Linked DNA regions of Mus musculus: region 1 is linked to region 2. Evidence: chromatin contacts called from public promoter capture Hi-C data. All regions are on one chromosome and are shown on one strand. The core of a region is the stretch at or near the end of the contact, and the rest is flanking DNA. Distances in the headings are between cores, read along the strand shown. Region 1 overlaps Pecam1 (platelet/endothelial cell adhesion molecule 1). Region 2 overlaps Tex2 (testis expressed gene 2).

Region 1 (3,465 bases), core at 822-3,321, 94 kb after region 2:
TTCTGGTTTCCAGTCTAGTGGAGAATATATGTACCCCAGGCTCAGCGAGAGAACCTGTTTCAAAGGTAGTCATAAGCAACAGCTAGCACCCTCTTTGCCTCATGGTCCTCCACACACAATCGTGTGGGCATACAAATCCTTTATAAAAAAAACGTTCAGGGCTGGTGAGATGGCTCAGTGATTAAGAGCACTGACTGCTCTTCCAAAGGTCCCGAGTTCAAATCCCAGCAACCACATGGTGGCTCACAACCATCCGTAATGAGATCTGACGCCCTCTTCTGGAGTGTCTGAAGACAGCTACAGTGTACTTACATATAATAAATAAATAAATCTTTAAAAAAAAAAGTTCTGGAGGGCTGGTTAAATGGCTCAGTAGAAAGGCTCGCTGACTGCCAAGCCTGATAAATTGAGTTCAGTCCCAAGATCCAGAGGTTGAAGGAAAAGAACCAGCTCCCAGAAGCTGTCTCTGACTGTTGAATGCGTGTGCAAACGAACATGTAACAAGAATTTAAGGAAAAAAAAATCGAGAGTGCATTGTAGTGACAGTTACATTATGAATGTGACTCGTGCAACTGAATTCTCTGTTTTTAAGTGCTGGGGAGGCATTGCTCCATCTCTGAGCCATACCCCAGCTCTTGAACGATACTACTTTACAATAATGTAGTGGTTAATTTTAGGTTGTGTATGTTCTACTGTAATAATAAAAAAAAAGTTAAAAAAAAAAAGCCAGGCGTGGAGATAAATGTTCAGAACACAGCACTTGGGGCCATCAAGAGTTCAAAGTAGGGCTGGCGAGATGGCTCAGTGGTTAAGAGCGCCGACTGCTCTTCCGAAGGTCCTGAGTTCAAATCCCAGCAACCACATGGTGGCTCACAACCGTCCATAACGAAATCTGATGCCTTCTTCTGGAGTATCTGAGGACAGCTACAGTGTACTTACATATAATAAATAAGTAAGTCTTTAAAAAAAAAAAAAGGAGTTCAAAGTAATCCTCAGAAGAACCTGGGCTGTCTTCATATGTGACCTGTCTCAAAAGAGCACCAAAATAGCCCCAAATGGTAGTCTGAGTCACCCACCACCCACTTCCTGGTTTCTGGACCTTTATCTGACCTAGTACAGATCTCTATCCCGAAGAGGACAGACTCTGTCCCAAGGATTTCATAGTCCACCAATGATTTTGCTTGTGTGTGTGTGTGTGTGTGTGTGTACAATGTGTGCATATTCAGTTCTGTGCTATGGGGTTCATGTGGAAATCAGGAGAGCCTCAAGTACTTTCACCTCCCATTCTGGATGAGATAAGGTCTCTCTCTCTCTCTCTCTCTCTCTCTCTCTCTCTTTCTCTCTCTCTCTCTCTCCCTCGTTTGTCAAGACAGGGTTTCTCTGTGTAGCCCTGGCTGTCCTGGAACTCACTCTGTAGACCAGGCTGGCCTCAAACCCAGAAATCCACCTGCCTCTGCCTCCCAAGCGCTAGGATAAATGCCTGCGCCACCACTGCTCAGCTGAGACGACGTCTCATATTGTTCCCTGTTGCTAGTTGGCCCAAGAGTTTCAAGGGGCTCCCCACGTCCCATCTCAATGCTGGGGTTACCAATGCCTGGCTTTTATGTGGATTGTGGGGTTGAATTCACGGCCTCACAATTGCCACACAGGTGATTACCCACTGAGCCACCTCCCTGCCCTTTATCAATCCCAGATCAACATTTCGATGAAGTAATTTGGAGGCATGGGGGCATCACATTCTGACCAGGACACTCCTGAAGTACTCAGAAGTGACCTGAACTGACTTCTAAGATTTTGTAAAGGGGAAAGAAATTTGCAAGCAGAGGAGCTGGGCAGGCTGGGAGATTCGGGAGCTGAGAGCCTTGCAAAAGGAGAGCCCTGAAGAACAGGAAACACAGGCCCACGGTTCAGAACCCTCTGCGGACCGAGGACACCTTGCTGTAAGTGGAACTTAACAGAGGTGGGGGCAAAAGAAGATGTAAAGGTTGCCTGGCGTCGTAGGGAACCTGTGGCCAGGCTGGCTGGCTTCCTGGACTCTCCATTTTGTTTGGCTGGGCCTGGGGCTTTTAGCACAGGATGCAGACCTGAGAGGCCCAACTAGGAGACCAAGACTCTGGCTCCTCCCTTGCCAGGATGGAACTGCACAAACGGGCCAAGCAAGCCGTGTGAGCCCAGAGCGCTGGAGGTTTGCCAGCACTGGCAGCTGCTGCCTGCCGTTTCCTCCGCTCTTCCAGGGCAAGGAGCTGGGATCCTCGTGTCTAGCCTTTCTGCAGGCCCCAGACCAAGTCTCTCCCCAGATGCCTCTGTTCTCCCTCTCTTAGGGAAAACGGCACTGGATAATGGGACCAAGCTCACAGACAGGAAGGGCTAGTCCATCAGCAGGGTCTGGGGACTTAAACGTGAAAGTTAACACACTCTCAGTGAGGAGCGGACTTGTTATGCTTTAGTCAGAAGCCAGCTGTCAGCTCTGGATCTGCCCTGCTTCTGCTCAGCTTGTGCTCCCCCCCCATCTCCCCATACCCCCTCCCCCCTCCGTCCCCCAGTAACCCCAAAGACCTTTCTGACTCCACCTCCTTGCCCGGGTCCCTGACTCCTACTTCTAAAGAGTTCTCAGGGTGAGCACTTCCAGTCTATCAGGAACGAGCTGAGTGTTCTCTTAATCCCTGCAGAAATGCAGGTGAGAAGTCACCCAGTTTGCAGATCGTGGAAATGGGGCTGGGAGAGATGACTCCGCAGGCAAGAGTGCACAAGCCTGAAGATGTGCCTGAGTTCTAACCTTGAAGCCCACAGGAGAGGGAGATGGACTCTCAGACATTATCCTGACTGCATCTCTCACACACACACACACACACACACACACACACACACACACACACAGACACCCTTTTTATAAAAATGGTAACTGATGAGAAGACGGAACCTTACATACAGACTAAGCAGCTAGTTAGGATAATTCTGTATATGGTTCTCCCAGGCCTATGTCAAGCTTTGGCTTTGATGAATCCTAGGCTTTGAGTTTCGTGTGTGTGTGTGTGTGTGTGTGTGTGTGTGTGTGTGTGTGTGTGTGTGTGTTGCATTTCAGAGCCAATAAAGTAAATCTCTTAACCGTATCCACTGTTACCAGAGTGCTTGAGGAAAAGATCATTAAAGGAGACAGTGGCTTTTTTGTGATGGCTTGAGTCTGCAGAGTCTCATTTAACCCTTAAGAAAATCCCAGTGGGCAGATGTTACTTCGTCATTTTCACTATCATTATCATCACTATCACCACCATCGCCATCATTATCCGCATCACCACTACCATCACCATTTCTACTTTACAGGCAGTGGTGCTTAGGTTTGAGGAAGTCACCCACAAGAAGATTGTAGAAGTGGGACCCCGTTCTTCAGCAGCAGCCTCAGCCCCACTCCTGAGCAGGTCCTGTGACAACTCATCTCCCTGCTGGTCCTGGGGAGTGGGGAAGGGA
Region 2 (3,119 bases), core at 488-2,987:
CATGGCAACAGGCCCATTTTATAAAGAAACCAGTGTCTGGCTCCTGGATCACATCACAGTCGTAGAGCTGGCAGCAGAAGAGGACTTGGGCTTAGCTGGCTGGTGTAGGCCTTTGGGACCAGCCTTTCCGCTCACAGCCTGGCCCCATCCACTTCTAGCACAAGTTCTGTTTCCTGTGTGCTGCTGTGTGATCACATGCTCCTGCCACCATGAACCAAACCAAACACTTCCTCTCCATGATGGACAACACCCTACAACAAATCCTTCCTCCCTCTGGTTGCTTCTGTCACATAGTCAGTCTCAGGAACAGAAATAGGAACGAATACTGATCCACTGGTTAAACTCTTCCTCATGGACCCAAGCATGCATCCAACAGTTATTTATCGCATGCCTACCACACAGCAGGAACTGGGGATACAAGGACAAGCTGATGAGCCCAACCTCTCTGCCTTCAAGAAGCACAAAAAACACAAGCCAGACAATCAGCATGTGACTCCGGCTAGGAAGTCCAATCAGGTGAGACGGAAGCTGCCAGGCCAAGGCCCTTTCATTTTAGAGGCCTGTGTAAGTCAACTCACCCAGCAGAGTATGGAAGGCTGCAAGATGTCACTTGCAGATCTAGACATCTAAGCAGGCATGCTGCAGGAAAGAACTCATTATACCTATGACAGGGCTTGGCAAACTGGGCACACCACCACCCCTCTGCTCTGTTATCTGTCCTCAGAGGATAGAAGAGAGCAATAGATCCCCTGGGACTGGAGTTCCAAATGGCTGAGTTGCCATGCCGGTCTGGGAACAGAACCCGGGTCCTCTGCAGGAACACCCACTACTGGGCCACCTCTCTAGCACCTGGTGTCCCCCTTTCTAAACATCATTGCCACCAAGGTGGAAGCCAAGAAAAAAGACAGGGAAGGCAGAGAACATATGTTCACAGTATCCCTGTCACCAGCCATGATTCCCCATGTGCATCAACAGTTTGCCAGGAAGACAGCCTTTACCAGATAAACCCCTCAACTTGGGCTAGAACCATGAGCAAAAATAACACCTTTTCTTTGTTTTGCTGAGCCAGGGTCTCAGAACGCAGCCCAGGCTATCCTCAAACTTGCAAGCATCCTGCCTCTGCCTCCCAGACGCTGAAATTACAAGTGGGTACCACTAAATCTGACACTCTTTTCTATATTACCTAGCCTGGGGTATTGCATCACTAACAATAGAACACTGGCTAAAATACCACTAGACAGCATGGCCATGGACAAGGAAAGCCTCTGGGCCTCCCTTCCCTCACCAGCACATACCCGAACTGAACAGGGTTGTGATACAATTCTAATAAGACAATATTCCCACACCTAGCACCCTGCCTTTACTGTTCCACTCACTGGATTAAAAACAAGCCAACTGTCGTGACATTTAAATAGCACTGTAATGTTGCACCCTCTGGGTAGTGGGTAAACTGTCAACCCACAGTTGACTAGATCAACACTGAGGCTGTCTGTCCTAAAGTTAAAATCTTCCCAGGACAAATATCTTCGTCAGTCAGTAGTTCTGGGACTGACACAGGCATCTTTTTTTCTCTTGGCTAAAGTTAGCACTAGGCCACTTAGAGCGTGGAAATCAGGAGGTAACAGCATCACTGTTTCGACAGTGGGGCCACCAGGCATGAGTCACTTTTGCTCTGCTCCACATAATCATGCTACACTAAGGGTGTCACATCCTCGGGAGCCAGCGCCAGCTTCCCTTCAAAAAAGAAACCGTCTCACAGCCAACTGTGTGGGGAAGCGTGAAGAGGTCAGGCTGTAACACACGTGAGCACACAGGTGACAAAGAGCGGGTGCGTCTGCATGTGTGATGCAGACACTACACTCCAGACCTGACCAGAGCCAGATGACACGCCCAGGATATGTCTGACGTGGACCTTTTCTGAGTTTCCCATGCTTCTCTTGGGAATAAGGACAGAATGTAAAGAGACGAGAAAACAACAGACAGATTTGGAGAGGGCCCCTCCATCCACTGCAGCGACAGCTTTCCTTTCTTGTTTTTTGTTTTTTTAGTTCTCAATAAAGAGAGATCATGTTGTCATTTTCAGAATATTCCTTAGATAGAAGGGAGGGGAAACAAATCTAGAAATTTAACAGAGCCCAAATAAGCTTGTAACCTGAGGAGAGCTAAAAGTTATTTATGATCAATAGCGTTCAAAACCACTCCAAGAAAACAGAAGCCACCTTGAACGCCTGTAAGGGCAGCAAGGGGCTCTCAAAGTCTAGACGTGGGCTTTTTCTGCAGAGATGTGCCACAGGAAAAGGGGGGAAGGGGAGAGGGAGGAGTGTCACGCTGGGCTCAAAAACATGGGATGAACAGAGTCCCTGCCTCCTCATGTATAAAACTGGAAATACCTAATGCCAACAGAGGATCCTTGAAAATTATTATATAGCAGTGACCTTTAAATGTTCCTGATTCTATACCCTATATAACTATGTATACAAATAACTCAGAAACTGTATCAATGACAATTATACTTTTAGAGTTTAAATTTTTAAAAATTATGTGCATATATGTGGGTGGGTGTACAGACACCTGGGATCCTCTGGAGCTGAAGTTAAGGGCAGCTGTGAAGTGGCCTGACTTGGTGCTGGGACATAAAACTCAAGCCTTCTGCAGGAGCTGCACTGCTCTCAACCGTATCTCTCCAGCTCCACTGCCTGCTGTTGTTTTGCTTTGTTTTGCCATGGTCTCATTACACAGCTGCATCCTGGAAATCACTATCTAGACCAGGCTGACCGCCTGCCTCTGCCTTCCAAAGGCAGAGATCACAGACAAGCACCACCAATATGCCAGGTGACAACCATAGTTTTTTGGTTTGGTTTGGTTTTTTTGGTTTTTCGAGACAGAGTTTCTCTGTGTAGCCCTGGCTGTCCTGGAACTCACTTTGTAGACCAGGCTGTCCTCGAACTCAGAAATCCACCTGCCTCTGCCTCCCAAGGATTGGGATTAAAGTCGTGAGCCACCACGCCCGGCCTACAACCATAGTTTTATGCTAAAAATCTTATGAAGTACACAAAACGGCCAGAAAAATGTAAATATGGAGAAATAAATAGAAATTTGAAATTCGGGCTGGTGAGATG

The links. Capture Hi-C pulls out chosen DNA fragments and counts their contacts.
Region 1: a promoter capture Hi-C map of adipose tissue shows a contact between it and region 2. The contact joins two enhancer-like sites. A contact is called at or near these places in 1 of 39 promoter capture datasets (the C10 cell line), 1 of 484 Hi-C or Micro-C datasets (the N1E-115 cell line), 3 of 115 datasets of contacts at active chromatin or transcription factors (embryonic stem cells, microglia and pancreatic cancer cells) and 3 of 9 other capture datasets (adipose tissue, liver and pancreatic islet).

The regions. Positions count from the first base shown.
Region 1 is chr11:106,656,025-106,659,489 of GRCm38.p6, forward strand. All of the region lies in intron 15 of Pecam1 (platelet/endothelial cell adhesion molecule 1), which reads right to left. Among named protein-coding and RNA genes, the nearest start is that of Tex2, 45 kb to the left of the region's middle. Within about 2 kb of position 2,072, at least 211 of the 459 cell types and tissues checked have an H3K27ac peak or open chromatin away from gene starts, as enhancers often do. A contact at or near this core is called in the N1E-115 cell line, adipose tissue and microglia, where this site is marked.
Region 2 is chr11:106,562,739-106,565,857 of GRCm38.p6, forward strand. All of the region lies in intron 2 of Tex2 (testis expressed gene 2), which reads right to left. Among named protein-coding and RNA genes, the nearest start is that of Tex2, 49 kb to the right of the region's middle. Within about 2 kb of position 1,738, at least 94 of the 459 cell types and tissues checked have an H3K27ac peak or open chromatin away from gene starts, as enhancers often do. A contact at or near this core is called in the N1E-115 cell line, adipose tissue and microglia, where this site is marked.